2 separate regions of the Rattus norvegicus genome follow, and region 2 is linked to region 1. The links are chromatin contacts, called in public Hi-C maps. All regions are on one chromosome and are shown on one strand. The core of a region is the stretch at or near the end of the contact, and the rest is flanking DNA. Distances in the headings are between cores, read along the strand shown. Region 1 holds the start of Ppm1h (protein phosphatase, Mg2+/Mn2+ dependent, 1H). Region 2 holds the start of LOC134479799 (nascent polypeptide-associated complex subunit alpha, muscle-specific form-like).

Evidence for each region. A called contact is a pair of places that touch in the nucleus more often than the background predicts.
Region 2: a Hi-C map of kidney shows a contact between it and region 1, with 6 times the contacts expected there. The contact joins the promoter of LOC134479799 here to the promoter of Ppm1h in region 1. A contact is called at or near these places in 3 of 12 Hi-C or Micro-C datasets (frontal cortex, kidney and mammary epithelial cells) and 1 of 1 datasets of contacts at active chromatin or transcription factors (oligodendrocytes).

The regions. Positions count from the first base shown.
Region 1 is chr7:60,222,725-60,227,857 of GRCr8, reverse strand. Ppm1h (protein phosphatase, Mg2+/Mn2+ dependent, 1H) reads right to left here and starts at 3,771. Exons shown (of 10, transcript NM_001271079.2): 1 at 3,460-3,771. The coding sequence starts at 3,704.
Region 2 is chr7:60,524,099-60,529,464 of GRCr8, reverse strand. LOC134479799 (nascent polypeptide-associated complex subunit alpha, muscle-specific form-like) reads right to left here and starts at 1,705. Exons shown (of 4, transcript XM_063264464.1): 1 at 1,608-1,705; 2 at 1-1,552. The coding sequence starts at 1,705. The coding sequence ends at 613. Mirlet7i (microRNA let-7i) reads left to right here and starts at 1,504; the gene lies at 1,504-1,588.

The DNA of each region.
Region 1 (5,133 bases), core at 2,522-5,021:
CCAACCATAGAACTATTTCATTGCTACTTCATAACTGTAATTTTGCTACTGTTATGAATAATAACGTAAACATCTGGTATTCAGAATATCTGATATCTACTCACAGGTGAGAGCCGACAATTGAGTGGTTACATTGTCCCCCACAGTAAGAAACTCTTCAAGGAGCCAGAAAATCCCATTAGTAAGTTCCAGAATAGAGGAAGGTCTTCAGTCTTGGTACCCTCTTGACTTATAAGGATTGCTTATTGTGGATTCTCATGCAGAGATGATCTCTTCTTAAAAGGCATTACCAACAAATGACAAAAATAGACCATTTTCTGCCATCCAAAATGGTGGGTTGTCAACATTACAGCTTAAACTCCTTTTTGTCAACATCCTTGTCATCAGGTGATGAAAGATTTCTCTCCTGGTAGGCTTGGAATCGGATGCTTTCTTGTTCCACCTAGGAATGCATGTGTGTTAGCCTATGTATGTGTCTACATCTATGTTGTATACATGTTTATGTATGTATGTACACATATCTTTCTACCTTTTACTATGAGATGTGGTTTTCTTAAATTGCCTAGCATGGCTTTGAACTCACTCTACCTCAGATAGAACTGTATACCTTGTTAATCTCTTACCTCAGCCTCCTGAGTAGCTGAGATCCTCCTGCCTCAGCCTCCCAAGGAGCTGGACAGCCTATACTACAAGCCCTAAGTTCAAGCTTTTGTTAGAGACATAAATAAAGTCTAGGTTCAAAAGCATTCCTCTATGTCCACTAGTTAAATAACCTTCCTGTCTATTCTATCCCTCCCAGGAACCTTCTAGAACAAAGAGAACAGGATTTCTGCCTCCCAGTTCCTCCTCTACGAACAGGAAGTAACTTCTGATCGCCGCCCCCCCCCAACCCATCCCTTCTTTGTTTCAATCAGTTCGAGGTTTGAGGATGTGGTACACATTATGGTATCTCATGAAAGTAGTCATGAGGAGAGAGAAATGATAGTGACATTACCTTGTTAATGACACACCCCTGGGTCAGATGGATGCATCATAATTTGAAACTGTAGAGAGGGACCTCTGGGTTCAGATACAGATTGTATTAATGCGGGCAAGTTGTTTAATTATTTCACAACTGTATTCTCATCTACAAAGTAGATATGATAACACTGTTGTGATACTTTGGTGGCCTAATATAAACTTGAAAATACTAAAGGGTGCCTAGCATTAAGTATATTAGCATTATTATTACTGCAGCACAGTTTAAAAGAATGACATTCGTCAGGAGCCTGAGGAATGGCAGACAGGGCTTCTCTCTAGTCTGGGATACCCAGTGAGAACATGTTCACAGTTGAGTGGGAGCATGTCTACAATACAGGGCTATGAGGAAATGCAATTCTACCCACACTGACTTGGAAGGATGCCCCTGTCACAGTGCTTTATGAAAATGCTACAGAGTAATACCAACTAGGAGCCTGTTTGGGCCAGAATACAGCAGTGTTCATAGGTCCATCCAAACACACTTGGAAAAGCATACATTCCAAACATTTTGTTCCTGGGGCCAGGGGTACAGGATGTTTGCATGAATAAACACGCGTGCAGTCTGTAACTAGTGTTAAGAACAGAAGAAGCCTTTACAGTGGTCAGAGCTGGACATCTCTCATTCTAGCCTAGAATAAGCCAGAGCTCTCAGGTTTCCTCACAGAGTCAAGGAAACAGGCTGGGGGGGGGGGGGAAGTAGGGCCATTCAGCTTCCTATGCCTATTTACCACTGAAGAATTCTTTTCCTCATACTTTTGTGAGGTTTCCCCTTCACAGTGCCAGGCTAGCTTCTACTGTCAGTGATACTGCTCCCTCCCTCCCTCCCTGCCTGCCTCCCTCTCTCCCTTCGATAATCTCACCATTTCCCAGTGCATGACCCAGACCCTCAGGTGTCCACGCTCCACCAAGCCTCCACTGCTCAGGAGCACAGCGGGCACAAGGCCTCCACCTATACAATCATGGGGTCAGACACCTCCAGTTGCTTTTGACCTTGCAAAGGATCCGATGGCGTTTAAACTTATTTTTCAGGCAAGGAACTAGCTGAATTAGCAGGCACTTGTCCCCGACTTTAGGTTTCAGCTTCCTCTTGGAGGTTACAGGCTGCTGTTCCTCCTGTTTCTCCTCTTTCACGCCAGTCTGCCTATGCTATACACACCCACCTGCCCACCCCGCACACCCAATCCTCGGGTTCCTTTCTTCACAAGCCAGTCATCAATCCCCATTTATACACAAGCCCGTGGAGTCACGATCACAGGATGACGCGGGAGGAAAAAGAATTCAAGATTCTAGGCAGAATGATTCGCAAGCCACCTACTTCCTGCACCGGAACTCGGCTTGTAAGGAACCACGCCTGCTGGGGCGGGGGGGGGGGGGGGGGGGATCTGGGCCACCAGAACCGGGTCAGCATGAAAGCGCCGAGGCTCAGGGGAAATTTATTGGTTCTTGGACGAACCAATCAGAGAAGAGAGAGAGAGAAGCCATGCATCGGTTGGGGATGGCCAAGATTACAGAGAGAGTGTAAGGAAAGGGACAGGTGTGCTCGGAGTGGTTTTGGACCCACAGTCACTAGCCTGGGGATTCTGGTCTAAATGCCCTCTTCTTTCCTAGTCTTCCAGTCCCACAAAGCTAAATAGTAATATTAGGTGGGAGAAAACATTACTTATCCACCATTCACACGATGCTTATTAATATAATAGTCAATGGAGAAGTGGCCGTGGAGTAGCAGAAGGACAACGAAACCTTCTCTCCCCGTTCTATGCCCGGCCGTTGCCTAACTCGGTCTTTTCTATTTTTTTTTTTAAATAGCAAATCACCCCAGAGCTCGCGTAATCACAAAAGCTGATTACTAAAATGCTGTATTCGACACCTGAAGTTTCTATCTCCCCAAGGACTGTGGGAAACCGTAGTGGCATTTACTGGTCGCGCGGCATTCACTACCTGCCATAAAGCCCAAAGAGCTCACAGAAAGACCTTTCCGAACGTGCAGTCACGCGCGCATCAAGCCCGCGGCCCCGGGAACACCTCCCGCAAGCATCCACCTCACGCCGGGGAACAAAGATTTTGGGGTAGGGGTGGAGGATTGAACACTGATACAGGTTTTTCTAACGTGTTGCAACTTCAGCAGAGCTGTTTTGCCCACTTTCCCCCCCAAAGTATTACAGACCCCTTATTATCAGAGCAGTCCAACCTCTGCGTTCCCACGGTCCTGCGCCGTTGCCATCCCCCTCTGCCACCCACTGCTGGGTCCGAAAGCCCATACCCGGGGTTTGGGGGGGGGGCGGGGAGAAGGGGAACTGGTCAGTGTAAGCGAAGAGGCTCTCGCCCGAGGCCTGGAGGCCGAGCTGGTGGAGAACCCTAGTGCCCAGAAGCCGTGAGAGGAAGGAGCTGGAACGGGGCGGGGAGGGGCGGCGAGGAGAGCGGGGGCGCCGGTGCACTCACTCTGCGTAGCCCGTGGCCCAGGGCAGCCGCCGGGTCTCCTTGAGGATGAGGATGGGGCGGGCGATGTGGTCTGCGCTGCACTCCACCTCATCCTGAGACAGCCCGAGGAACTCTGGCCGCCCGTACGGGAAGCGCAGGGGCAGGTCCGAGCCTCCGCAGCCGCTGCCGCCGTGCTCGGAGCCGGAGCTGCCAGCCATGATGCCGCCCATGAAATTGGCCACGGCAGATTTCACCCGAGTGAGCATATTACTCCGGCGCCGGGCAGCCGCTGAGCGAGCAGGAGGCGGCGGCCGGCCGAGGTGCAGCGCGGGGCATGCAGGCTGCGGCGGGCGCGGGGCGCACGGGCGGTGGGGACGCTGGGACGCGCGGCTCCGGGAGCTCAGTGCTGCAGGGGGCCGAGCCCCGGCCTCCCGTGCTCCCTGACGACGACGCCGCCACCTCTCCCAGCGACACTTCCGCAACCGGGCGACATGGAGCGAGCGGGCGGCTGAGGAGGGACAGCGAGAGTCCCGGGAACGGCTGGCGGGCGGCGGCTGCCGCAGGTCTCTTCCCCGCCCCCCTGCGCCCCGTTTCTGCGTGCGCGGAGCTGAGCCCACCCGGCGAGCCCGCGGACCCGCCGCTCCTGCTGCCACGGCTACCGCCGTCGAGTCATGTGATGATCAGGCTGCACGGGCTCCCGCTGCCGCTCCGGCCCAGCCTCAGCCCCTCCCCTGCCGGCCGAGCACCGCTAGCTCCGAGACCGTGACCTTAGGGAGACGCAGCCCGGCCTGGTCCGTACCTGAGGAGGAGGATGGGGGCGCTGTGAGCTGGTGGCTGGACAGGTGTTAGGGGCTGTCACATGACCTCAGGCAGCTGGGAGAAGCCAGAAGTGGGGTAGGCACTAGGAGGAAAAGTGCCTTTGACCTCCGGAAAAGAAACTTCGCGAAGACAGGTGCAATCGTGGTGGTGGGCGGTCTCCTCAGTCCGGCGAGGGAAAAAGACAGACCTACCCAGGTGCTGGAGTCATCGCTACACAATGGGAATTCAAGGGTCATTTGAAGTTTTCCCCCAGGCAGCTAGAGAATCACTTTCCTTTTTCTTTATTACCTCTACACGTGTTACTGTCCCTGGCACACACCTTGTTCGGAAGGTAGACTGCTTTTTCTCCTACCGAAAACAAAAGATATCCAAGAAGCCAGGAATACGCCGGGTTGTTTAACAGATGTACACGAGCTCTTTCCTCTAGTACAGCGACAGATGTATCTTTATTACTGCAGTATTTTAACCGCACAAAATTAAGGGCACGTGGAGAACTAAAGAAAAACAGAACACAGCCACCGAATTAAATGTAAACTTAAAAACAAGCAGATGCTTATAATAAAATATATTTTGGTGATCTTATGTTAATTTAAATGTCTTGGGAATAATAAATGTGCTTCTCCACGAGTAACATTTATTAAATATTGGTTTTGTTTCATTAAAAAAAAACCACAAAAAAACTTTTGCCGTAGTACAGGTTTATGCTAAACCGTTTTAAGTCATGTTCCGAGATCTACCATTTAAGACTACAATTTGTGCGGCTCAGCTCTAAGTAGCTCCCTTAGATTTTCAGGAAGAATACAGAAATGCAGGCCTTTATCCTCAGGGAGGGCAGGTTTTCAGTGGTGGTCCAGCTTCGGGAGAGGGGGTGGCCCT
Region 2 (5,366 bases), core at 456-2,955, 300 kb before region 1:
AAATATGAATTAGGAATAACTGAAACATTTGAGATGGCTTTAAATACTAAGGTTAGTATAACGAATTCTGCTCGTAGCATAAACAGGCAGGTAGTTTGAAATATGTCTGAAACCTGTAAGTGGGTTGAAACATTTGAAAATTTGTACTTCAAAAAATTATTTAGGTCCTGTCTACCTTGTAGTGAAAGTTAATTGGTGTTAGTATGGGCTCCAGGGTCTGTTGTACTAAATTATACTGGACTGGGTCAGGGTGAGGTGGGTCTCTAAAATGAATTAAATATATGCGTTCGTACGTAGTTTTACCAAATTTTGCAACAGAGTTTTGTTATCTGGCTGCTGTGACAGGATTAAAGTTTAGAGAAACTTCCCAGATTGCACTCATTTCTCTAACCATTCTGTACTTGTCTTGTGTACTGTGGATTTTCAGCAACTTTATGACTAATGGAACTGCCAAATGCACTAAAACAGACCGGCAGATAAATGTGAAATTCAGACACCATCCCCCTTTTAGTACATGGAATCTACATATGCGGGGGGGGGGAAGCATTCGTGGATGTGGAATTCCAGTTTAGCAAGACATCCTGTATTTTATCTGACAAATCTTAGTGACTTCTAAAAACAAACAAAAAAAATCTTTAAAAACCTGTAAATGAGAAGCAAAACAAAAAAGTAAACTGGGCCACACGGATGGGAAGCCCCATTGCAGTCGGCCCTCTTCCAAACCTTGCCTAAAAATAGGGAGAAGGCAGGCGCCCCATGTTCCGGGAGCCTGCGCACTAGACTCGCCCAACACAGCTTTCCCGCCAGTTTCTGCGGCGAGCAGCTGCGGCCGCGCCGGGGTGGAGCGCCGCGGGCCAGGCGGCCGGAGCGGGAAGGGGGTGCCGGAACTTTCCGGCCGGAGAGCAACGTGGCCCACCCGCCGCCATCTTTACTGCTCACGCCCAGAGCACCAGGGCTCTGCCGACCGCGCCGAGCAGACGGAGCCCAGCACGAGGCCCGAGCAGGTCCCGGCTTGCGGCTGGAGTCCCCGCCCGTAGCGGGCTTTCCCGCGAGCCCCGAGGCTCGCCCGGGCGGAGAGCGGGCGCGGTGCCCCGGATGTAAGATGGCGGCGGGGGGCGGCGGGCGGTCACGTGGTGGGGAGCGCGCCAGCCTCTTTAAGGGATCTCTATGGTTCGCCCGGCCGCAGTGAAGCAGGAGCGCGAGACCGGGCGCGCGCGGAGCCGCGGGTGCCGGGCTGCCGGGGCCCCCCGGAGGGTGCGGGGCGCGTCCGCGGGGACTTCCGGGGTGCGACGCGGCGGGCGGGGGTGGGGGGGCAGCGGCGGAGCCGCGGCGTGGCGCGCGCGGGCGGGCGAGCGGGCGAGCGGGCAAGCGCAGCTCCACTCGGACAGAGGGCGCGGCCGGCCCGCCGGAGGCAGCCTCCGCCCTGGGGCGCTCGGCGCGCGCAGCCGGCGGCGGAGAGGAGGACGAGGCTCCGCGTGTCCCGCCGGCTCCCACACCATGGCCCTGGCTGAGGTAGTAGTTTGTGCTGTTGGTCGGGTTGTGACATTGCCCGCTGTGGAGATAACTGCGCAAGCTACTGCCTTGCTAGTGCTGGTGATGCTCAGCGCCGCGGAGGACAATGGCCGGGGATCCCCTTTGTTTTCCGGGGCTCCGGGACAGCCCGATCGGCCGGCCAGCCGGCGCGGAAACCGTTAGCTAGCCGCATTCCCGCAGGGGCTACGGGCGGTGGCGGCGGCCGCGGCGCCTTCCGTAGCCCGGGGGAGAGCGAAGCCTTCGGAATTGCTCCGGGAGAGGAGGAGAGGGAGCCGCGGAAGACGCGGCTCAACTTTCCGCCTCGGATAATTTTAACTCGTGCAGGATTTTAGTTCGACCGCGGTGGGGTTTCGTTCTTGAGGTGCACGGCGGAGCGGGCGAGCGGCTCCGCGATGCACAACTGCGGTCGCCGTCAGAACAGTCAATGCTGGAATTCCAAACTTTTACGTCTCGACGCTTTTTGGATCTGGGTTATTATATGGCCGCTACGTTTAAGAGTTTAAAATGTAAGCCCGAAGCAGAGTAGAGTTTCGGTTTTAACTGTTTATAACTCCTTAAAACAGGGTTGACTTTTATAGTTAAATGCACCTTTCGAATCTTTTTTTAAATGTGTAAAGCTAAATAAATTCTTTTTACTGAATGCTGTGTTTTTTGGTTTTGTTTGTTTTTCCTTTAGTTTAACTTGGTAAGCTCGAATAGCCATGCTGGTGTGGGGGAGGGTCAATCTTAGACTTTTATGTTGATATGCTTTTTATTAAAGGCGAGTAGATCAGAGCTGGAAGTACGGCTTCCGAGAGACCCAAGTATTAACGTTTAATGACACAGGCTTTTGGTTCGTGACCTCTATTAGGAAAGTACAAGTTTTGTGGAGAAAGTGTAGTCTGGATAATTAATGAAAAGTGCTCGGAACTCTTATGTGGAAGAACTTGTATTTTCTAGTTTTATTTTCTCCAAGAGAAGTATGATGGTAAGTTATAGTTCTGATGCTTTTGCAACCTTCCTGTTTGAGTTATGCATAATGCAGTGTAGTAAATTTTCTGTGTGGCACTTTGGAAGCTTTTTTTTTAGGCAGTTCTTTGCTAAGTAAGCTACACGAAAGGAAAAATGTTGAAAGCAACTCAATCTCTTGCCCCTTTCGATAGGAGTTTGGTGCTTTTGTAATTCAAAAGTGATGTAATGCTTTGACGAAGCTTAGTGTTGAGCCTTGAAGGCTCACTTAATATACTCATCGGGATGGGGCCACCTCGCTGTAGGAAGGACAGTAAAGAACCATGCACTGCAGCATTCCCGCAAGACTTCAGCACTGGCTTTAGGCTGGCTTTTCTCGGTAGAGCAATGTAAGTTGAGGACTCTTAAGCACTTCCTTTTCAGTGATGAAAGCCCGACATCTCCTATGGTTAATCTTGGATTTGTGGGGAAATTGATAGTAAAATTCTAACTGTAGTTTCGTTTTCCAGAACTTTTCTTTTCAAGCAAATCAGCCTGCTACATACTGTTAACATTTTTACAGTGAACCAGTAGATGCTGTTGGATACCAGAGTGTAAATTTCATTGGTAATCCTGAACTCTAACTCGTTCCCTTTGTAGCTCATCTTGTGCTTTCAAAGTTAAGCTTCATGTAAAACTTCGCCGCCCACGGAGAGCACACTTGTATTGTCGGCTCTGTAAGTGCTTCCTTATGTTTCTGTTTGCTGCTGTCAGGGGTGCTACTCCCTACTTCATTCCTCTCTTTGCTTTAGAATGAGTTCTCTGTGGCAGTGAGAACTACCAACTATTTTCACTGTTGACAGACTTTCCAGCAGGGTGAACTTACCTAACGAAAATGCAGCTTTCCAGTCCACATTGATGACATTTACTAATGCCATTAACTTTTCTGTTAAAGGTCTACTGTCAGGCCTTTAAGTAATCTGTAGCTTGAGCAAAGCTATGGATAGGAAGGACGAGACAAGTGTTTTGAGTGCCCTTCTCAAGTACTGAACCAAAGAGAGGACAGGCCGTTGTGATGATGAGATTTTAATAAATGCCATGTCCAATTGGAAGAAGAGGGATGTTAGGATGTTCTGGATGCACCATGTGGAAAAGATTATTAGGCCACATTATTGCTTCATGCTCTAATATCCCTGACTGTTGCTTGTATATATATATAAAATTGATTTACAAGGCATCTTAATGTATAATTACCTTCTGGCTGGTGTGGAAAACATCCTTGTGTTGTAGAATACCTCCCCCCCTCGTGCCCCAACATTGCCTGAGGTACCTAAGAGCAGAAAATAGCTCTTGAGTGTAGAACGTGGACACCAAGAAGGTTTCGTGATTTCATAACTACTTCCTCCTCCTGGTATCCCACAGCCTGCATAACCTGACAGGAGGCACTAGACAGTCAGGTACTAGACCACACAGTCCGTTCCCATTACTTCTGTACCCAGAAAGCAAATGGAGTGATCATCCTAAAAAATCAATTATATCAGGTCAATGCTACCAAAAGCACAATTTTTATTTATACCAAAATCTAAAGACATCAGTGCCACTCTAGTCACTAAATAATTAAACAAGAATGCTCAAGTTACTTGTGTGAGTAGTGAAAATTCACTGAGTGTTGTGTCAGATCCCATAGTGCCCCATGGAAGCAAAGTGGTACAGCTGGATCCCCACCCCCAAGGGACAACAAAATGTGAGTGTGATGAATAAGAATTGGATGCATAAAAACACTGATGACCTGCCCGGCATTCACATGGTACGAGCTATGGAGAGTTCTGTCCTTACACTTATGTGTGCCATCAGAACCCTGGACACAGCTGTAGGTGGAAGCTATTATTGGTGACCTACCTTTCCTGAATTGCACTAATATATAGTTATATATGTTGATACAGTATACACTATATATTTCATATATGTTAATGTATTTGTATCGTCGCATAATACATATATTTGTGTATATATACTATAAATATGCATGTGTGTTGGTTTTTACAGTTTTTTTTCTCTATTCGCCACCAAACATTTTCTGAAACTAGACCACTCACTTTGAGTTGGTTTCAAATCCTTAGTTTTCTTCCAATATAACTGATAATATATTACTGTACAAAGCAGGGTTTCTTAGGATGCCAGTGTGCTCGATGTTCACTGGGCGGCTCAGACCCCTTGGATAAAGTTGCTGTAGTGTTAGGTGAGCGCTCTCATCTACTCTCTGGCTGATTAATAAGGAGGTCTGAGTGTTTTGTTCAATTTGAATGTAACTACCAATGAGGTGTCTAGCCATTGGGGGGGGGCTGCTGTCTTAATTGGCACAGTGTATTTTTAAGCTCAGCAGTAACATGTAACACTGTGTAATAGTACAGTGAGAGACATTAGAAAGATAAAAGGCGCTAGTAAAGGACAAAGATCACTTTGGTTTTCTTTTTTCTTTGTCAAGTCAAGGTCTCTCTGTATAGCCCTGACTATCTTGGAACTCACTTTGTAGACCAGGCTGGCCTCAAACTCGGAGATCCACCTGCCTGCCTCCCAGGTGCTGGGATTAAAAGTATGCACCACCTGGCTAATTGTTTTTCTTTATTTTTAGAAACAAGCATATATATTGTGAGCTAAGAGTGTGTGAATTGTCTGAATACTAATCCTAACTGCATTCCTTTACCTGTTTCCGTTTTGAGACAGGGTTTCGCCACCGTGTGGCCCCTTACTGGTCTTGAACTCACAGAGGGTCACCTGCCTCTGCCCTCCTGAGTTCTGGTATTAAAGGTGTGTACCCATTTCACTTTTAGCAAGTGAATAAATCTTATCCCAGTAGATTGGGTTATCTTGTACCTGATATACTCTGGGCAGTAGAGATGTACATT